Regions from separate parts of the Pogona vitticeps genome. Here region 2 is linked to region 1. Evidence: chromatin contacts called from public Hi-C data. All regions are on one chromosome and are shown on one strand. The core of a region is the stretch at or near the end of the contact, and the rest is flanking DNA. Distances in the headings are between cores, read along the strand shown. Region 1 holds the start of GOLGA5 (golgin A5). Region 2 holds the start of LYSET (lysosomal enzyme trafficking factor).

What was found. Hi-C and Micro-C count contacts between places; a contact is called where the count stands out from the background.
Region 2: a Hi-C map of blood shows a contact between it and region 1, with 3 times the contacts expected there. The contact joins the promoter of LYSET here to the promoter of GOLGA5 in region 1. A contact is called at or near these places in 2 of 2 Hi-C or Micro-C datasets (blood and muscle).

Annotation. Positions count from the first base shown.
Region 1 is chr1:331,668,305-331,673,693 of PviZW2.1, reverse strand. GOLGA5 (golgin A5) reads right to left here and starts at 2,869. Exons shown (of 13, transcript XM_020802214.3): 1 at 2,626-2,869; 2 at 1-29.
Region 2 is chr1:331,957,212-331,962,600 of PviZW2.1, reverse strand. LYSET (lysosomal enzyme trafficking factor) reads right to left here and starts at 2,987. Exons shown (of 2, transcript XM_072986595.2): 1 at 2,740-2,987.

The sequences.
Region 1 (5,389 bases), core at 1,620-4,119:
ACACAAAATCCAGTCATCCAATTTTCACCCTGGAGGGATAAACATATAAGCAATCGTGATTTTAGATTAGGGAGACTCAAATCAAATGCCAAATTGCAAGCAAGCAAGCAAACAAGAGAACTGAGAAAAGTTATCAGGCAAAATTCAAAGAAAAAACAAAACAAGACAAAAACATGTGGCACCTTAAAGACTAACCATTATATTTTAACATGAGCTTTTGTGGATCATGTCCACTTCTTCAGATATATGGAAAAAATGAGATGCAGAATGAAATAAAGAAATCACAAGTAAAACATTCAAAACATTCACTGGCTTAAAATATAAGTCTTTAAGGTGCCACATGTTTTTGACTTTTTTTGACTTAAGAAACCGAGGCTTCTTCAATCCATTTTTCATTCTGCATTTCTTTTTCCCCCCCACTTGTTTGAAGAAGTGGACATGATTCCACAAAAGCTCACATTAAAACTTAATAGTCTTTAAAGTGCCACATCTTTTTGTCTTGTCCTATTTCTTTGGATTTTACTGGATATGCCTGTACAGACTAACACAGCTATCTTGTCTAAAATTATTTAAAAGGTTATTGTTCTTTTAGTACAGTTCCCAGTATCCTCCACCTAGCACTGATTCTAAGAACTATAATCCAATACTAGTTTTTTTCCATGCTCTGGAAATAATGCATTTTACCTGCAGGAGATGGATTTGGGACATTATTAAAGGCAAGCAAGTGGGAAACAGATCCACAGGGCACAATCAGTTGTGAAGTCTTTTTGTAGAGGCCTCACTGAAATTAACTGGAGTTGGGCAAGCCCCAAAATTAAACATGCTATTTTTTAAAAAAAAAATGTACAATGAAGCTGAGTAGAACAATAGGTTAAACTGTTAGAATAAATTCTCCCAAGGAAGAACTAGGCACAACAATGATTACATATTTATAAATGACAGTGCCATCTATTTGACTCTAACAACACACAGACAAGAATATGAATACAGATTATTTACAACATTTACAACAATGGGTATTACAGCATCTATAGGACTACAAATTTTATTTGGCATAAGTTTGTGTTGCTTACACCTCATTCCAACATCTGCAGCTGATGAAGTAAGCTGTAGTTCATAAAAGTTTATGCCAGATAAAACACTGCCTTTTTAGATGCCAATAGATTCTTTATTGTTTTGAAAATAACATATTCTGAAAATAAATAGGCAGAAGCTCATATCTTCAAGCTGCTATATACCTAGAAATTACAGAAATCTATTTCACACAATTAGTTCATTGTAGTTTCTGATCTTCCATCTGCTTTGAGAAATTTGTTATAGTTGAAAGAAAGGGTCTTGGAAAGGGAAGAGGAAAACAATTACAATAATTGAAATAATAGCAAAGGAAAAGGTACTGAAGAGGGGAAAAGAAAGGAAGCAAATTCAGGTAAGCAGAGGAGAAGGATCTTTATGGCATGGGCAGCTTCCTGTAGGTGATTATTCTCTGTCAAATAGGAGACTAGGCCTTCACTATGACTGATATCTTACTGGGAGGCAGTGGCTTCCCGGTGGCCTTTGGGGGGATACAGCTCTGCAGCCTCAGGTCAACTGACAGTTGGAGGAGAGTTCTTTCTTCAAGGAAGGCAGCCTTGATACTCCACCTTTCCTGGTCAATAGATGGAGTCAGCTTGATCCTGTCATCTTAAGCAAATGGGTGTACCAGAAACCAAATCACAGCAGCTATTTCTCTCTACTATCAGGAACCACATTGCTTGTGCTCCACATTTGGACAAAGGCACTCCAATGGATAGATGCAGCTGTGCTGCTGGAGGAAAAACACACTCCATAAACTCACTGTCAGGCAAATATTCTTTGGATTTTGCTGGATATACCGGCACAGATTAGCATGCCAGGATCATGTTTAAACAGAGAATGCCTGACACCATTATTTTAAAAAATTGCACCCTGGGCATATCTATGTCACTGTGGGTAGATTTTCTGATAACACTGGAAGATCATGCCCTGTTTTGGGGGGGGGGCAAAACATGTGGGTGTGTCAAATGGCTGGTGCATGAACCTTACATACTGACCTAAGCATTCACCAACTGTGCATATTTCTGTCATCAGCCAGTCTGCAATACTCTGGAAGTGTGCCTATTCTCTTTAGCCCTTACTGATCTAGGTTTTACAGGCCAGCCTAATTTCTATTTTTAAAGATCACCAGCGCTTTTAAATCCCTCTCTGCATTTCCTCTTCTGTGCAAAATGACCACTTTCGTCTGTAATAGTTATTATTAGTGACAGTATCAGGCCCGTTGTAGAGTTGCCACCTTTTTGTGTGGGTAGGCTCCCTTGCCTTTTCCAGCTACAGAAAAAGTAAGGCTTCCAGGGAAAGTACATCTTACCGCTGTCCCCCGATGAGAAAAAGCTTCACCTGCTGAATCACGACCTGTCACAAGAACCTGTTGCCAGAAAAGAGGGAAGAATCACCCCTCTAGGTGCCAGGCGCTGTACAAAACTGAGGACTAGAGATCACCACCATCACTAGGGATCAAGAAGTTACATTTAGCTCCACCATGTCTCTCCTGCTCTTTATGATTTTCCACCGCAATCTCCTTCACCCGGTCCTTTTTAGGCCGCTACTCACCTTCAGCTCCAGTTTGTCTCCGCCCCTGCCCCGACCTCGAAAGCCAAGAGTCCAGATCGGGCCCAAAAGGAGGAAAAGAAGGACGCAGTGAGACAAAGAGCGCCGGGCACAATTGCCAGGCCGCAGGCTAGGAAAGGCGAACCGGATCCATCTTCCGGGAGACGTGGCCACTAATCCGCGAGCACAAGGACCCAGCGGTGCCGGCGTGAGCGCAACCTGTGCGGAAAAGAAACAAACGCGCATGCGCAAACCACCAAAGCTCCTTAAAGGTAACTCTGGAAGAGCGTAGAGATAGAAAAGTAGAGTCATGTTGGCCGCAGAGGAAAGTAAACCAGACTGCTAGCGGACTTTCTATATCTCCAGTTCGTTAGCAGGAGAGAAGAACTAGATCTATTTTAGAACGGAAGTGGGCTTGTGATCGCCACCTTTGCATTTCCGCTTTTAAAACGAAATTATTTTCTACTTCCACTTCGAGGCGAAGGGTGTAATGTTCAGTGACACATTTGTCGGGTTTTTTCCCCCCCTCTTGTTTTCAGGATAAACTTTTGAGCTTTCGGTTGTTGTGGAGTTTTCGGGCTCTTTGGCCGTGTTCTGAAGGTGGTTCTTCCTAACGTTTCGCCAGTCTCTGTGGCCGAGCTTTCCTTTCTGAACTGTTCTACTGCAATGTTCAGAAAAGTTACTTCCGTGACTACGACTCCCAGAATATCCCAGCCAGTAACGTCGGAGTTGTAATCCAAAAAGTAACTTATCCAAGCCATTAAACGGTATCATTTGCTCTGAAAACGAAGTCTTATTTAATTCAGCTGGGCTTAATTCCCAAATACGATGTAATTCTCAATTCACCTGGAACTAAGGCCAATTTAAGTCTATGGGATTTACTTTATATTCAGATTTTCCAGGTGAACTCCTTTTGCCAGCACTGTTATATATCTAACATGCAAACCTATACAGTATATGAATACACATCTATGTGTATTCAGAATTAAGTTTCATTACCACTGGGGCTACACACTTGTCAGGCATATAGGATCCAAGCCTTAAGAGACCTCTGGGTAGATTGGGTGGCATAGAAATTAAATAAATAAATAAATAAAATAAGTTAAGAAATAGGTGGTCATATGATTTTATTCAGTCATTAATTATATTTCTAACTTCCTTTTCTTCCAACAGGTTGGTGTACCTAGCTCTTTGTCATTTGATCCTCAGTACAATCTTGTGAGGCAGATCAAACTGAAAGGGAGTGCCTGGCCCATGATCCTTAAATGAATTTCATGGTTCACTTAGTGACCTGCACCTGGATCTCCAAAACCCCAGCCCAGCCATTTAACCATTTTCTGTCCCACATGCCCAAATCATAGAGCCAACATATGCTCTGTGACACTGGGTATTAGGTGGCAGCATTTGCTGTTCCACCTCAGAAGAAACAGAATTTACTTTTCAGTGGAAATTACAGGATTACATGATGAGTAAATTCTTAAATCTCATTCGGGATAAATGTGACATTAATAAACAATAAATAAAATTGCATCCAACCTATGGTGACCATACTAGGGTCTTCAAAGTACTGTACAGTGTATGTGCTAGATCAAATTGAACCAAAATTGTCTATCGCTGGAGACAAAAATGGTGAAACTGTGGTTGTCCTACTTCGGGTGCACCATGAGAAGACATGATTCTCTGAAAAAGACAACAACGCTGGGAAAGGTTGAAGACAGCAACCTTCTTAGCTGGCTGGATAGCCCAGAGAGTTAAGTTTCTGGTTGCAGAGCCAAGGTTTGTGAGTTCAATTCCCCACTGTGCCTCCTATGAGTAGAGCCAGCCTGTGTGGCCTTGGCCAAGCTGCTCAGTCCCAGGATGGCCCCAGAAGAAGGAAATCGGAAGCCATCTCTGAGTATTTTTTTTACCTGCAAAACCCTGAAAATAGACATAATTCATAAATTAGAATTGACTTGACGGCACATAATTATTATTTTCAGCCTTCTTAAATGGTTGTTTGTCTGAACACGGAGAAAATTCTGAAGTCAGTTTGGAAAGATTTAGATTTCCTTCAGTTCATACAGCTTGTTTTGAGTCTGAGAGAACAGGTTGTAAGATATTTTGTCCCATTAATTTTTTACTTATTAATACTTATTTTATCAGGTGATCATTCTATTAAAATGTTGAATCGGGATATATCAGGAGATAGGGATTTTAACAAACTGCATTGATTAGTTAAGGTTAGAAGAAAACCTTACAGTGGGAGAGATTACAGTACTGTGTACTGTACTTGAAAGTCTGTCTCAAATTTAGCTGGAGTTTCAGTTTTTATCCAGCAGAGGACACTGGCTGAGACCTTTCAGTCCTTTTGAAAGATTCAAGAAAGAAGCTAAGTATGTCTGTGACAAAGTCAATTGTACACTACCAAACAATAATAACAATGTATATGAGAGTTTTTATATCCTAAAAAATCCCAATAATTATTCTTGGGCTTGGATGCTTTAGTAATAATTTATTACTAATAAGTCTTGTCTATAAGTCTAAATGCAATCACACACTTATCTTCTAGATATAAACCCCACTAAATTCAGTGCGCCTTACTCTCAGGTAATTTCATTTTAGAGAGGTAGTTCCAGTCAAATCAGAGGGACCCACTACTTCTGAGGGAACATGCACAGGATTCCCCCCCCAAAAAAATGCGTCTATCCAATGTCATTCAAAGGGTCTCTCCACTCCTTTCCCACTTCGCCTGTTCTGAACCCTCGGCCTCCAATTCCCAACATGCAAC
Region 2 (5,389 bases), core at 1,738-4,237, 290 kb before region 1:
ATACACACACACACACACTTTTCTTGATAACCGAAAATCTTGTGCCCTTCAGGGGCACTGTTGACTATTCAGCTTGTGTGAAAAGCAGAAAAACAATTTATGGAAAGTCTGAATTTGGATGAGACCAAGCTGAATAACTTTTGCCTAAGTTAGCTACATCTGAATCATGCTCAGGGTGCAGATACTAGAGCTGAATTTGCAGCAGTGTTGCCTGTAAGAGTCTGTTTGTATACTTGCAAACACTGATACCGCTGATCTCGAATGATCTATCTTATCTGAAAGAAGCTGAAGTCCAGGGTATAGAGTCTGACCATTCAGGGAAGTGCATTATACTTGAAGACTCTTTAGTGCAAGCGTAGTTCTCACTTAACAGCTGTGATCTAAAGAACTTGATATAACTCTAACCCACATCCTCTATTTTCCACACAGAAAAAGCAGATAGCATTGCCAACAAAGAATCACGAGCTACATCATTCACCACAGTACAACATGAGATTTATAGCCATGAATTGGTCAGGAGGGGTAGAAGGTGGAGAACCAAAACTGCTACAGGCATCTATTACTAACTGCAAATTCTAGAAACTAGCAAAAAGCAGCATAATCTAGAAGCTACCATAAAACTAACAGTTTAACCTTGTCTGCAGTATTTATAAGCACAGCTCAGAGATTTAAGGGTTCTGATAGATTCTATTTAACTTTCAAGACTGTTTACAGTTTTGCTCTCATATAAAGTTCACTCTGAACTTGGGAGAGGGAAATATGCAGACATGAGATAATCAGACAATACACCAAGGGGAGTTCCCAGATGTTAAAACCAGAAGATTTTGTAAGTCTTATTGATTAAAGAGAGTTAAGAATACTGTATGAGTTTGATGAATTCAGATCAATATGGCTCTTGGATTGTTATAAATTTATTTTAATTGATATAATTCTGCATTTCTTGAAAGACAGATTAGTGTCTCTGTTAACAATAGCAGTTGTGACGTTTCCATGTACAAAGGCTGTACAGTATCTATAACAGAATATTAGACAGGGAAAATGCACCACACCCTTCCTCTTCAGCTCAGAAATGTTTATGGATTTTAAAATGCTGGACTAGATAGGCTAAACGAACTGAGAAAGTAATTCTTATGTTCTTACATTTTAATGCTTACTTACACTTTTGACAGGCTGAAGCTAAAATGGATACTGTTACTAGGTGCTCCAATGAAATTTCAGTTTGGACATCCTAACTAACTAGCCATCCACCACACCAGATTATTAAATACTCTACACAGTAGTTGCAGACACTCCTAATAATTCTTTCAGCATATTGCTTTAAGAATGATCTCAAGTACAACTTACCAAAGTAAATGCTGCGGCTTCAGGCATTTTAATAAGTTGCAGGACATGTTGTGCCTGTTTGACCTGGACTACAGTCTAAGCATGTATTTTTTGATTGTTGTAAAGTGCTCCAGTAGTGACAACCCCTCCTCAACAACCTCCAAAACCCATAGAAGGCAATGTTTCGCACATATGATTGTGATTTCAAAATGGCACACTCAGGTTGGCTGACTTCAGTCTTCTATAATTGACTATTCTTTTCTCTTCCTTCTCTTTGGCCCAATGATGTGTTTCAATGTACAAGACATAACACACTTAAAATATAAGCAAAGCACAATTTCTATTAAATAATCCAAAACAAGCACCCAACCTTAACAACAATGTGACATTCCTTGCTAGATGATTGTAAGACTCTCACTGTGACATTTTCAAAGAATTAGCTCTGTCAGTCTATCTCACCAGGTAAAATAAAACAAAACACATATGGCATCTTTACAAAGTGTCTGAGGAAGTGTACTGTAATCCACAAGAACTCACACTAACGAAATCTGTTAAGTCTTCGAGATGGCATATAGCACTTGATTTTGTTCTACAGCCAAGAATCCCATCAACTAGCACACGCAGGGCAGCCAACTAGAAACTGGACAAGGTTTCAAATGGCAAGAGTTCCAGTACGCACATTTGTGAGAAGGGTCAGCCTCTCCTGTTGCTAAGAACCCCACCCCACCAAATCTGCAGTAGGTGGATTACAACACAGTATTGGTCTAAACATTTTCCAAATACATACAGTATCCCAATCTACTGGCAACTATATCTTCAAGGGAAGGCACACAGAACCGTTCACCAACACAACACAAAACAAGTTGCTCTATCTGGCATTGCAGAGATTGATGTTCAGCACCCGTCCACAGAAGATGCAAGAGTCAAAGTACCTGCCAACAAGCGAAGATCCGGAGGTCCTATCAGTTCACCAAGTCGAGAATACAACTTCCAGACGGAGCCTATACAGGACAGCCAGACACTTCACCGCCCTTATTTTTTTTTAACCTTTCCTTCCTCTCAGGCCTGATTTAAGAGAGGGCTGGACCCCGGCTTTTTAACAGCTGGATTTCATTTTGGGACACACGAACGGGAGCACTCCTAAGCATATGCAGAGTGCATTTCCCACGAGCACCACAGACTCTCCCCGAAGTCTTTGTTTTTTTGGGGGGTCTGGTTACATGAGAAGGGGAAGGCCGTCCCCAGCCCAATTTTGTGCACTTTTTCTTTAAGCTGCTAAGCAAGCGCACCCTCCCAGGGAGAGCAGCTGCCCCCCAGGAGGCTCCTATATCAGCAAGGAGGGGGAACCAGCCCACCTTCTTTTTCCCTCCCCAGCAACGATGCACTTCCAAAGCAGTTCTCCTTCCCAATCCTCACCTTCCTCTGTCGGGGAACAAGGTATGGGGCAGAGAAAGGAAGGCCAGGCACGGACGGGACGGGACGGGCGGCCCAGTCACATCGTCACCCCGCTGCCCCGGGCCGAGAGGAGGGCAGAGCGGCTCCCTCGCGTCTCGAGGCACTCTCTGGGTCCCTCCAGCGCCAGGGCCCGGCCATCCCTTCCGTCGCTCGCCCGAGATCCGCCTTCGCTCAGCTCTGCTTCCGGGTAGCGCGCGCGCCCGCCCGGGCGAAACCTCATTTGTCGAATGAAGCACGAAATCATGCCTCATGATAGAGGGGGTAGTTTTTGTCTGCAGCATAGACTTCCGGGTCACGTTTCAAAACCAGGGGGGAGGAACGCCCTCTGCCCTGGTCACGAGCTGCTTTAAGCTTCTGTGTAAATCTAGAGACTCTCCTGCTCACCCTCGTGTTAGAAGACTAACAGCGACAGCAGCTCCCTCTGGGCAGCCGTGGGGGCTCTTTGGTTGAGGGTGGCCTGTATACCCCGCCCTGAGTCCCGGGCGAAGTCGTCCAGGGATCTTCCCGTGCTTTTTTATTGTTATATTTCCCAACAACCCTACGAGGTAGGCTAGGCAGACGCGCAAGATTATGCAATAGACTTCGTGGCTGGAATTATTTCCATAATTATTCGAGCCATTATTTTGTAGCGTTAAGTGTTAGCTCCTTTTTTACACCCTGCAATTCCAGTGACTGCCTCAAGTGGGGAAATAGGCTTGCTTGTTTGCTTATAAAACCATCTAATTATATTTCACAGGCCTCAGAAAATCTCGTTAAGATTTGCTAATCTGGAAGCCCTGTCAATTTAATATAATCCCGTGCCATCAAGTGAATTTTGACTCACCCGACCCTTTTTCAGGGTTTTCCAGGTAGAGAGTACAGTACTCGGAACTGGTTTACCGTTGCCTTTTTCTGAAGCAGCCCTGGCACTGTGCAGCTTTGCCCACAGCTACACAGGCTGGATCGTTGCCAGAGAACTCGAACCCAGCACTGGTCTAACCTGAATTCAGATTTGGCCAGTAACAGATCTACTGACAGGAAGCACCCTGGTGAATCAAACTCCCGACCTCTGGCTTACTTAAACCACTGAGTTATCCAGCCAGTTTAGGGTGGCTATCAGTTGGTTTTGACTTCATAATACATAGTTGGAAGCAGCCAGATGACACAGAACAACAACAATCACAGCCATTAGCCTTTCTGTACAGTTATTTCATTTGTGTTTCTAATATGGAGCAATTTTTATTTTCTGCAAGGAGGTGATCTACTGCTAAACCAATGACTCGGCACTACACTTGTTTCTTAAAAGAATTTTCAGGGACACTAGGATTGTGTCCCTGAAGTCCATAAACATCCCACCCCAACTGTCTATGACATCACAAAACCACCCATGGGCATGCCTCCAAGTCCTTTTGCAGAAGGAAACAAGTCACAGTTGCTTGAGTTGTTTGGCATGAAAAACGTAGAAGCCCACAGCGGCTTAGCCTATAGAAATTGAAGAGTTGAAGAATTACTTAACTATATAGCATTTCTTCAAAATGCTGTTCAAATGCTTCAATTTGGGGGCGGGAGAAACATAAATTGCTAAATTATTGCTATGGCACCCTGCCTTATTTTCTGTAGTCATCTTTGAGCAGAAAGTGTCATGATTAGAGATTGGGACAAACTGCCAAAATGGCAATTTGTTTTTGGTTTGTGGTTCGTCAAGGTTGACAAACCATGAATTTACTAACGTTTTACTAATGGACCTCAAATCAGTTTGTTGGTGCTTGTTTTTTCTTTAGACAGCTTTAAAAACAAATCTGATCCCCCGCCCACCCCCACAGGCTGCCCCCTTCCCAGTGCCCCCATCACCTTCCTACCTGGTCCTGCTGCCTCTTCTGCCACTGCTGTCACCACCACTGCCATCTTTGCAGATGATGGTGGCGGCTTCCATTCTGGCAGCCTAGGCCTTTCCTATCTGCCTATGGGCCTGCTGATGAGTGCTCTGCCCTAGGCAGACAGGGCAGTCTAGCCTAGCCTTCCCTCTCTAGCTATAAGGACGAATTTAAAAAATGTAAATATTAATCCCTTCGGATTTGTCGGGAATCTCCGAAATGGATGATTCTGAAGCAACGAATAGTCGAAGAATCAGAAATTTCTTACGAATATTACAATTTGTTTTTTTTTATTTGTCTCCATGTCTAGTCATGATTGTTCTCTTTGTTTAGTCCCAGCCTTTCTTTACCTGAGTCACAGTAATTTTTCTTCTGAGCATTCTCAGTATCCTTAATTAAGCCAAGAATGTCGGTGTTACAAGGTGCTGATACTCTTATTAGAATATTCAAAACATAGCAAATATACAGCTCAGCCCACTCACCCATGAAATTTTTTATTTGATGACTTTCTGCGTTTTATACACAAGCCATCAATTTAAACATTAATAAGAAACTTATTAGCAATATTAATCATAGTAATTTGCATTAATAAGAATAAATAAGAATATAGTATAAAATGATGCAGTGTTTTAAATTCTGGCATGATGTACTTTATTTTGTTCTCATCTTTCTTGAGTCCTTTTGTTTGCAAGAAAGAGGAACTGCAAAACTAGAAAATAAATAAATAACCATATAGCCTTACTGGCTGGAAAGATGGC